Regions from separate parts of the Triticum aestivum genome. Here region 2 is linked to region 1. A link is a contact called in public Hi-C data. All regions are on one chromosome and are shown on one strand. The core of a region is the stretch at or near the end of the contact, and the rest is flanking DNA. Distances in the headings are between cores, read along the strand shown. Region 1 holds the start of LOC123132419 (tubulin beta-3 chain-like). Region 2 holds the start of LOC123132423 (4-hydroxyphenylpyruvate dioxygenase).

Region 1 (3,294 bases), core at 782-3,281:
AACTTGAATGATGCAAGGCACATGATCATATATTTGCTTTGAAAGGCTAGTGGCGGAAGTGTTGAGAGGAAAAACACATATCCAACTTTTTAAGGAGTGCATCCTCTTGCATATTTCTCCATGTGAAGTCTCTATCTCTCAAGGGAATTTCAATGAGTCCGAAGACACTAATGGAAGCATTAAAGTTCATCATATTTGTGAGATTCCATCCATGTCCATTTCTATTGTCAGGGTATCTAATGTAGTTGAAATCCCCCAGTACCAATCAATCAGAGTCACCAGGCATTTGAATATTTTGAAACTAGTCTAAAAATTTAGCTCTAGCATCATACTGACATGGACCATATATATTTGTTAGAACTATGAATTTTCATTATGGCAAGAAGTGAATTGAACAAATTAGCAAATCTATCTTGGAAGACCTTCACTCCTTGAAAAAGGCTTTCACTGCCAACAACCAACAAGGCCCTAGGTGCACTCACCGAGGGGAAAAATCGTATTCGTTTATCCTTATTGGGCAAAAAATTATTAAGAAAAAGCCATCAAAGTGTTCCTTTTTCTTTTTTCGTGGATTACCTGAGATAAATAAACTCAACGAGTTATCCGAAAAGGCCACGTAGAAGTTTCTCCAGCCATATTTCGAACACAACCACTAAAACCATAAAATTATGTTCTAAACTGTTGCACATTTGAGCATGTTGATCGGGGGATTCACCAAATCACGTCCACCACTTGCCCCCCAAAAATATGGCGCACATCGACACCTGCCAATCGTCCCCCATTTGTTCGGACAAATGCGATGCGATTGGGCGGGGATGGAGGAGAGGGGAGTGGGTTGTGTTTGGCTGCGTGTGGGGTAGTGTTGACGTGACAGATAAAACGGGTTTGGGAAAATTTGAATAGTCCAGACATATGTGTGTGTGTGGTGAGGGGGGGAGGAGCCCGTTTAGTTTTTGTATGTTTTTGTTAGTGTCCTGATTCTTCAGGTGGACAAATTGGGGCAATCACAAGGAATACCCTTGTTTATGTCCAACACCAATAGCCCGCCACACTCATAACCCCTCGGGCTTGAAGGGCATTCGTCAATGACAATACCAACATCAAACCTGCGCGGTGCAGACATCATACAAGGCAATTATGCGGCTACAAGGATGCAAGAGAAAGAGGATGGCTTTGAGATCATAATTACGAGGTAAAGATGACGATAAAGGCATCAATGCGAGTGTGTGTGTGTGTGTGGGGGGGATTGTAGCGCCGCAACATTGACATTATCTTAACGTAAAATCATATATATGGCGAGGACAATGTCGAAATTTTCATTTGCCAAAAAAATGAAATCTTCATACAACAAGTAGGAAACAAAGATAAAAAAGCAGTGTTTCTTTTCATGTCAGCAAAACGCCTCGTCAACCGGTTCTATCCCCACCACCACGTCCTTTTAATTTATTTTTTTGGCCAACCAATTTTTTAGTCCCATCACACCCATTTTTCGCATATTCTTCGTACAATAATCAACCATCTTAATTTACTTATCTTCTGCATCAATTCCACATTAATTAGTTGCAAACATTTATTTAGACAATCATCAAGAGATTTTGATAAACATTTATTTACACAATCACATGCAGGATTTGATTTTAACATGGGCAAGGAAACAAAGAAAACAAAGATGATGGCAACCGTGAGACAGTCACATTTTGGCAGTAAATCTTTTCAACTAAATCAATGAAGTCGGAGACCCCGGATCTTTCAAAATAAATAAATTTGGCAGTAAATCCCATCCTTTGTCTCTCGTCTCGCAGCGTGAAATGCAAACGAGCGTGGCAGACCACACTGTACGCCCACCCGGTCACCCGGTAAACCGCCGACCTGACTCGCCCCCGAAACGCCGCCGCGGAACCGCAAATCACCACCACCCCTCGAAACGATTTCAAATTTCCAACCCCGGTAACCGGCCCCGCACGCTCCCCTCCGCCCACGCCGTTCCAAATAAAACTCCGCTCACCCACGCCCCCCCACTCCCCACAGATCCGCGCCTCCACTCCCCCCTCTCCCCCCCTCCTCCCCCCTCCAAAACCTCGCCGGAACCCTACCCCTCCCCCGCCGCCGCCATGAGGGAGATCCTCCACATCCAGGGCGGCCAGTGCGGCAACCAGATCGGGGCCAAGTTCTGGGAGGTGATCTGCGACGAGCACGGCATCGACCAGACCGGCAAGTACGCCGGCGACTCCGACCTCCAGCTCGAGCGCATCAACGTCTACTACAACGAGGCCAGCGGCGGCCGCTTCGTGCCCCGCGCCGTCCTCATGGACCTCGAGCCGGGCACCATGGACTCCCTCCGCTCGGGGCCCTACGGCCAGATCTTCCGCCCCGACAACTTCGTCTTCGGCCAGTCCGGCGCCGGCAACAACTGGGCCAAGGGCCACTACACCGAGGGCGCCGAGCTCATCGACTCCGTCCTCGACGTCGTCCGCAAGGAGGCCGAGAACTGCGACTGCCTGCAAGGTATACCCTCCTCCGCCTGGATCTGGACCTTTTCCTTCTTCCCGAAATGGATCTCGTGTGGTTTTGGGGCGTGTAGATCTGCTGCCCTTCTTCCGTGTTAAAGCGATCTGTTAGAATGCTATTACGATTACTGGCTTCTCGCCTCGTAGATCTGGCCTTTTGCCCCCTTTGCGCAGGAGGTTGTTCGCGTGGTTCTGAACCTGTAGATCTGGCTTCCAGTACTCATACGATCAGGGTTGACTGTTCATTCTGCTTCTCTACTTGACGAGGGGGTGCATTTGGATGGTTTATGTGGTTCTAACCACGGAGATCATCGAATAGTAGAATGGATGCGGTAGATATCTGCTACTTTGCTGTGATCAGCTGCATTATGTTGGTCTTTGGCGTGTATGATAGATCCATTGCATTCAAGTTGTTATTTGCGTGTATGAGGTCCAGTGCATTCCTCTGGTTGCATAATTATCTGCGAATTCTATGTTTATTTCTAAGCAGTAGCTGTCCACTCTCTACTACTCTGCTGAGTAAATTACAGTAAATTCTCAAAGAAGATTAAAGCATCAGTAGAGTAGCATGTGTGATGTTGATTTCTCAAGCACCAGTGTGCCTGCTTAGTGATGTGTGTGGATCATAGCATCAGTAGAGTAGCATGTGTGATGTTCATTTCTCAAGCACCAGCGTGCCTGCTTAGTGATGTGTGTGGATCATAGCATCAGTAGAGCAGCATGTCTGATGCTGATTTCTTGAGCACCAGTGTGCCTGCTTAGTGATGTATGTGGATCAAAGCATCAG
Region 2 (3,345 bases), core at 143-2,642, 640 kb after region 1:
GCATGGAGTTCAACTCTGTGTTCTAACGGTAACATTTGATACTTTTGTGCAGCATTACACGTGCATCATGTAATTTAGAACCCAAAGTCAAAGTGGAAAAAGGTTGTGTTTTTACCTGTCCCCTACTGGCTTGGTGAAGATTTGTAGCAACACCCCTTGGTCGTCCCTGTCGACGAGCACCCCCAGCTCCTGGCATTCCTTGATCTGCGCCTCCGAGAGCACATCCCCGGCGATGCGCCGCACGCCTTCGTAGTACTTCGGCAGCGGGGGTGGCAGGAAGTCGAAGCCGCCCATGGCGGAGCGCGCACGCATCTCCCTGAGCGTCCTGAGCACGTCGCTGCTGGCCACCGCGATGTGCTGCACGCCCGAGCCGCCGTGGTGTTCCAGGAACGTCTGTATCTGGCTCCGGCGCTTGGTGCCGTGCACCGGCTCGTTGAGCGGCAGCAGCACGCCCTCCGAGTTGTTGGCGAGCACCATCGAGTTGAGCCCGCTCTCGGCCGTGCCCACGTCCTCCGTCGTGAACTCGGCGAACTCGTGGAACCCCGTGAACCCGGCGACGTAGGCCGCGGCGGGGGCAAGCTCCGGGACGTTGCCGACGACGTGGTCGAACCGCGTCAGGCCGTAGTCCACGGCGTCTGGGTTGCTCACGCCCTCGAACCCCGGCAAGAAGGGCACGTCCCTGCCGTCCGGGTGGCTGACGAAGCGGAGCACGACGTCGCCGTAGAGCTCGACCTCCGCGAAGCCGAAGCCGCGGCCGAGGTCCACAGGGCTGAAGGCCGGGCGCGCGCCCCCGTCGACGCTGGCGCGGAAGGCCTCGGCAGCGTCCGCGACGCGCAGCGCTATGGAGCGCACCGCGAGGCCGTGGTCCGCGGAGAACTGGCGCGCGGCGTCGGCGGAGAAGGAGGGCAGGGAGGCGGTGGCGGCGTCGCAGCCGTTGGCGTAGGGGGCCGTGAAGAGGAAGGCGAGGTTGCCCGAGCGGAGCAGCTGGGAGGCGTGCACGGAGTTCCCCGTGGAGAGGTCGGACCTGGCGGCGAGCGGCGCGCCGAGCGCGAAGGCGAAGCGGCCGGCGGCGGAGGCGGCGTCCGCGCACCAGAACTCGACGTGGTGGAAGGCGAGCGTGTGGAAGCGGTCGCTGCGCGGGTTGAAGCGGACCATTCGGCGCGGCCGCGCGTGCTCCGGCGTCACCGCGGCGGCGCCGGTGGCTGCGGGGGTGGTGGGGGTGGGCGGCATGGTGTGTGTTCGCTTCTTGTCTGCGTGTGGTAGTGGCTCCGGGTTATCAGTTACGGGAGAAGTGGGGGTAATAAAGGGAGCAGATGACGCCACGTGGGCCTTGGGGTTTAGTGGTGGCGGGTGGGATTTGTCTTTTGGCGTTTGGTGGTGTGGGGGCTCGAGCTAGTGTGATGGGTTTGCTGACTGGCCCAGGGTAAGGTACATCCAAGTACAGCTAGAAATATTATTATTGCAAAAAAAAGTTCAGCTAAAAATATTGCCAGGTTCATATTCTCTCTAGCTATTAGTAGTGGTCATTTCATCTTTCTTTTTCTCTCCCCTCCCTCCTGATTTTTAGAGTTGATCTTGGTTTTTGTTTCCTCTACTCCTCCGACGGCCTCGTCGGCCGAAGTTGGGATAAGAGAGGAGGACGGGTCTCGGGTAGATGTCGCTGAGGCGACTGGTGATATGTTGTGGAGAAGCTTGCCACCGTTGCTCGGGGGCGGCGTGTGGTGGAAGCCCTCATCTTCCTATTTCTTGCCCATGGTGGATGGAAGTTGACGAAGGTGGATCTGGCGACAGTTTCATAATAAGCTCGTTTGGTTTCGGATCTGAAGATCATTGGAGTTGCTTCTTCCTTCTCCCTTTGTTGATGCGGTGGTGGAAAGGGCGAGAAAGTTTGGGGAATTTTTACAGGCATCGGTGCTCACTCGTCATCTTCATTTACCTCTCCATATCGACCTTTGTTGTCGGGGCTGAGGATCAAACAATGGATTTTCTTCAGTGAGCGGTTTGGATGGCTAGGACGGAACACTTGACTTAGGTGGGTTTGTCGACAATCTCTGACGCCCCCTTGTTTAGCCTCCGGAAGGGAGGGCCTTCTTTCATTGCCCTACGATGACATGTTTTGTGTCCGAAGATGGTGGCCAAAGCATCTTCGCGCGAGGTCGCCAGCAGATTGAAGACTCGATGTGTCTTTGTTTTTAATGTAAAATGGGAGGGCTTGCTTGTAATTCCTTTTTTCAGGGTCCTCTTTGCAGTGTTGTGATGCTTTTGTTGTTATAATGCCAGCTCTGGCACCTTCGGGTCCCTTCGCGTGTTCAAAAGAATATTCTCTCTAGTTTTTCCTCTATTTGTCCAAAGGATTTTTCATAGAATAAACAATTACAATTCTTAGGAGTTTTTCATAAGTGCCTTGTTTGATTTGCTATATTCTGATTCATAGAAAACATTGATTAAGATTCATTTGTATTGGATTTCATAGGAAAGTTTCCATCAACTCTAACCTCATGAAAAGAATTCTTTGTTTTTTCATGAACAATCAAACGACCATACAACCCCTCCCCTCCACCCCTCACATCCCCTCCCCGAGCTCATCCAACTCTCGTACTGCCTTCTTCCACCAACGCCTCGTACACAAAACACCATGGATTCGTTGCCCTGGGGCTCGAGGTCTTGCTACCAAGCTCTAGCGGAGGCATTGGGTCTACTAGGGAATACTCCCTCCGTCCGAAAAAGTTTGTCCCTCAAATGGATGTATTTAGCATTAAGTTAGTGCTAGATACATCCATTTAAGGAACAAGCTTGGGACAAGTTTTTTCGGACGTAGAAAGTAGGTAACTAATTTATGGAATTTTTTATGTTACTGATGTTTCTATATATATATATATGTTGAGTAACGTGATTGTATTAAAAAACATAGATTAAATTAGGAAATATTCTGACTTGCCTTGTACTCCAAGTAGATCATGTACTCTTATATATATGTCCATGAGGCTCAAGCAATACAACGACTATTTCACCAATCCCTTTCTCCTTCTAACATGGTATCTATCGCAAGTCAATCCTAAACCCTAGCCGCCGTCGCTTCCGCACCCACGCGCCGCCCCTGGGGCGGTCGGCCTCCATGACCGCCGGCAGGGGCCGCGCCACCCGTACCTAGGGTTCATCCGCCGACCGTGTTGGCCGGCTGCCCTAGAGAGTCTTTTTCCCGATCCCTTGCTCCGGGTTTTTTTCGCTCTCTCACCAATCGCTTTGATCGGCGTTTTTCTTTTTGGTTTTCCGATCTAATCTTGATCGGTTTGCGTCGCCCGCCGTCGCCGTCGACCCCGTACGCCTCTACTCCGACCCCGGCGT

Evidence for each region. Hi-C and Micro-C count contacts between places; a contact is called where the count stands out from the background.
Region 2: a contact with region 1 is called in a Hi-C map of leaf, with 5 times the contacts expected there. The contact joins the promoter of LOC123132423 here to the promoter of LOC123132419 in region 1. A contact is called at or near these places in 2 of 5 Hi-C or Micro-C datasets (both in leaf).

Annotation. Positions count from the first base shown.
Region 1 is chr6A:118,759,966-118,763,259 of IWGSC CS RefSeq v2.1, forward strand. LOC123132419 (tubulin beta-3 chain-like) reads left to right here and starts at 2,032. Exons shown (of 3, transcript XM_044552211.1): 1 at 2,032-2,505. The coding sequence starts at 2,112.
Region 2 is chr6A:119,401,574-119,404,918 of IWGSC CS RefSeq v2.1, forward strand. LOC123132423 (4-hydroxyphenylpyruvate dioxygenase) reads right to left here and starts at 1,393. Exons shown (of 2, transcript XM_044552214.1): 1 at 116-1,393. The coding sequence starts at 1,230.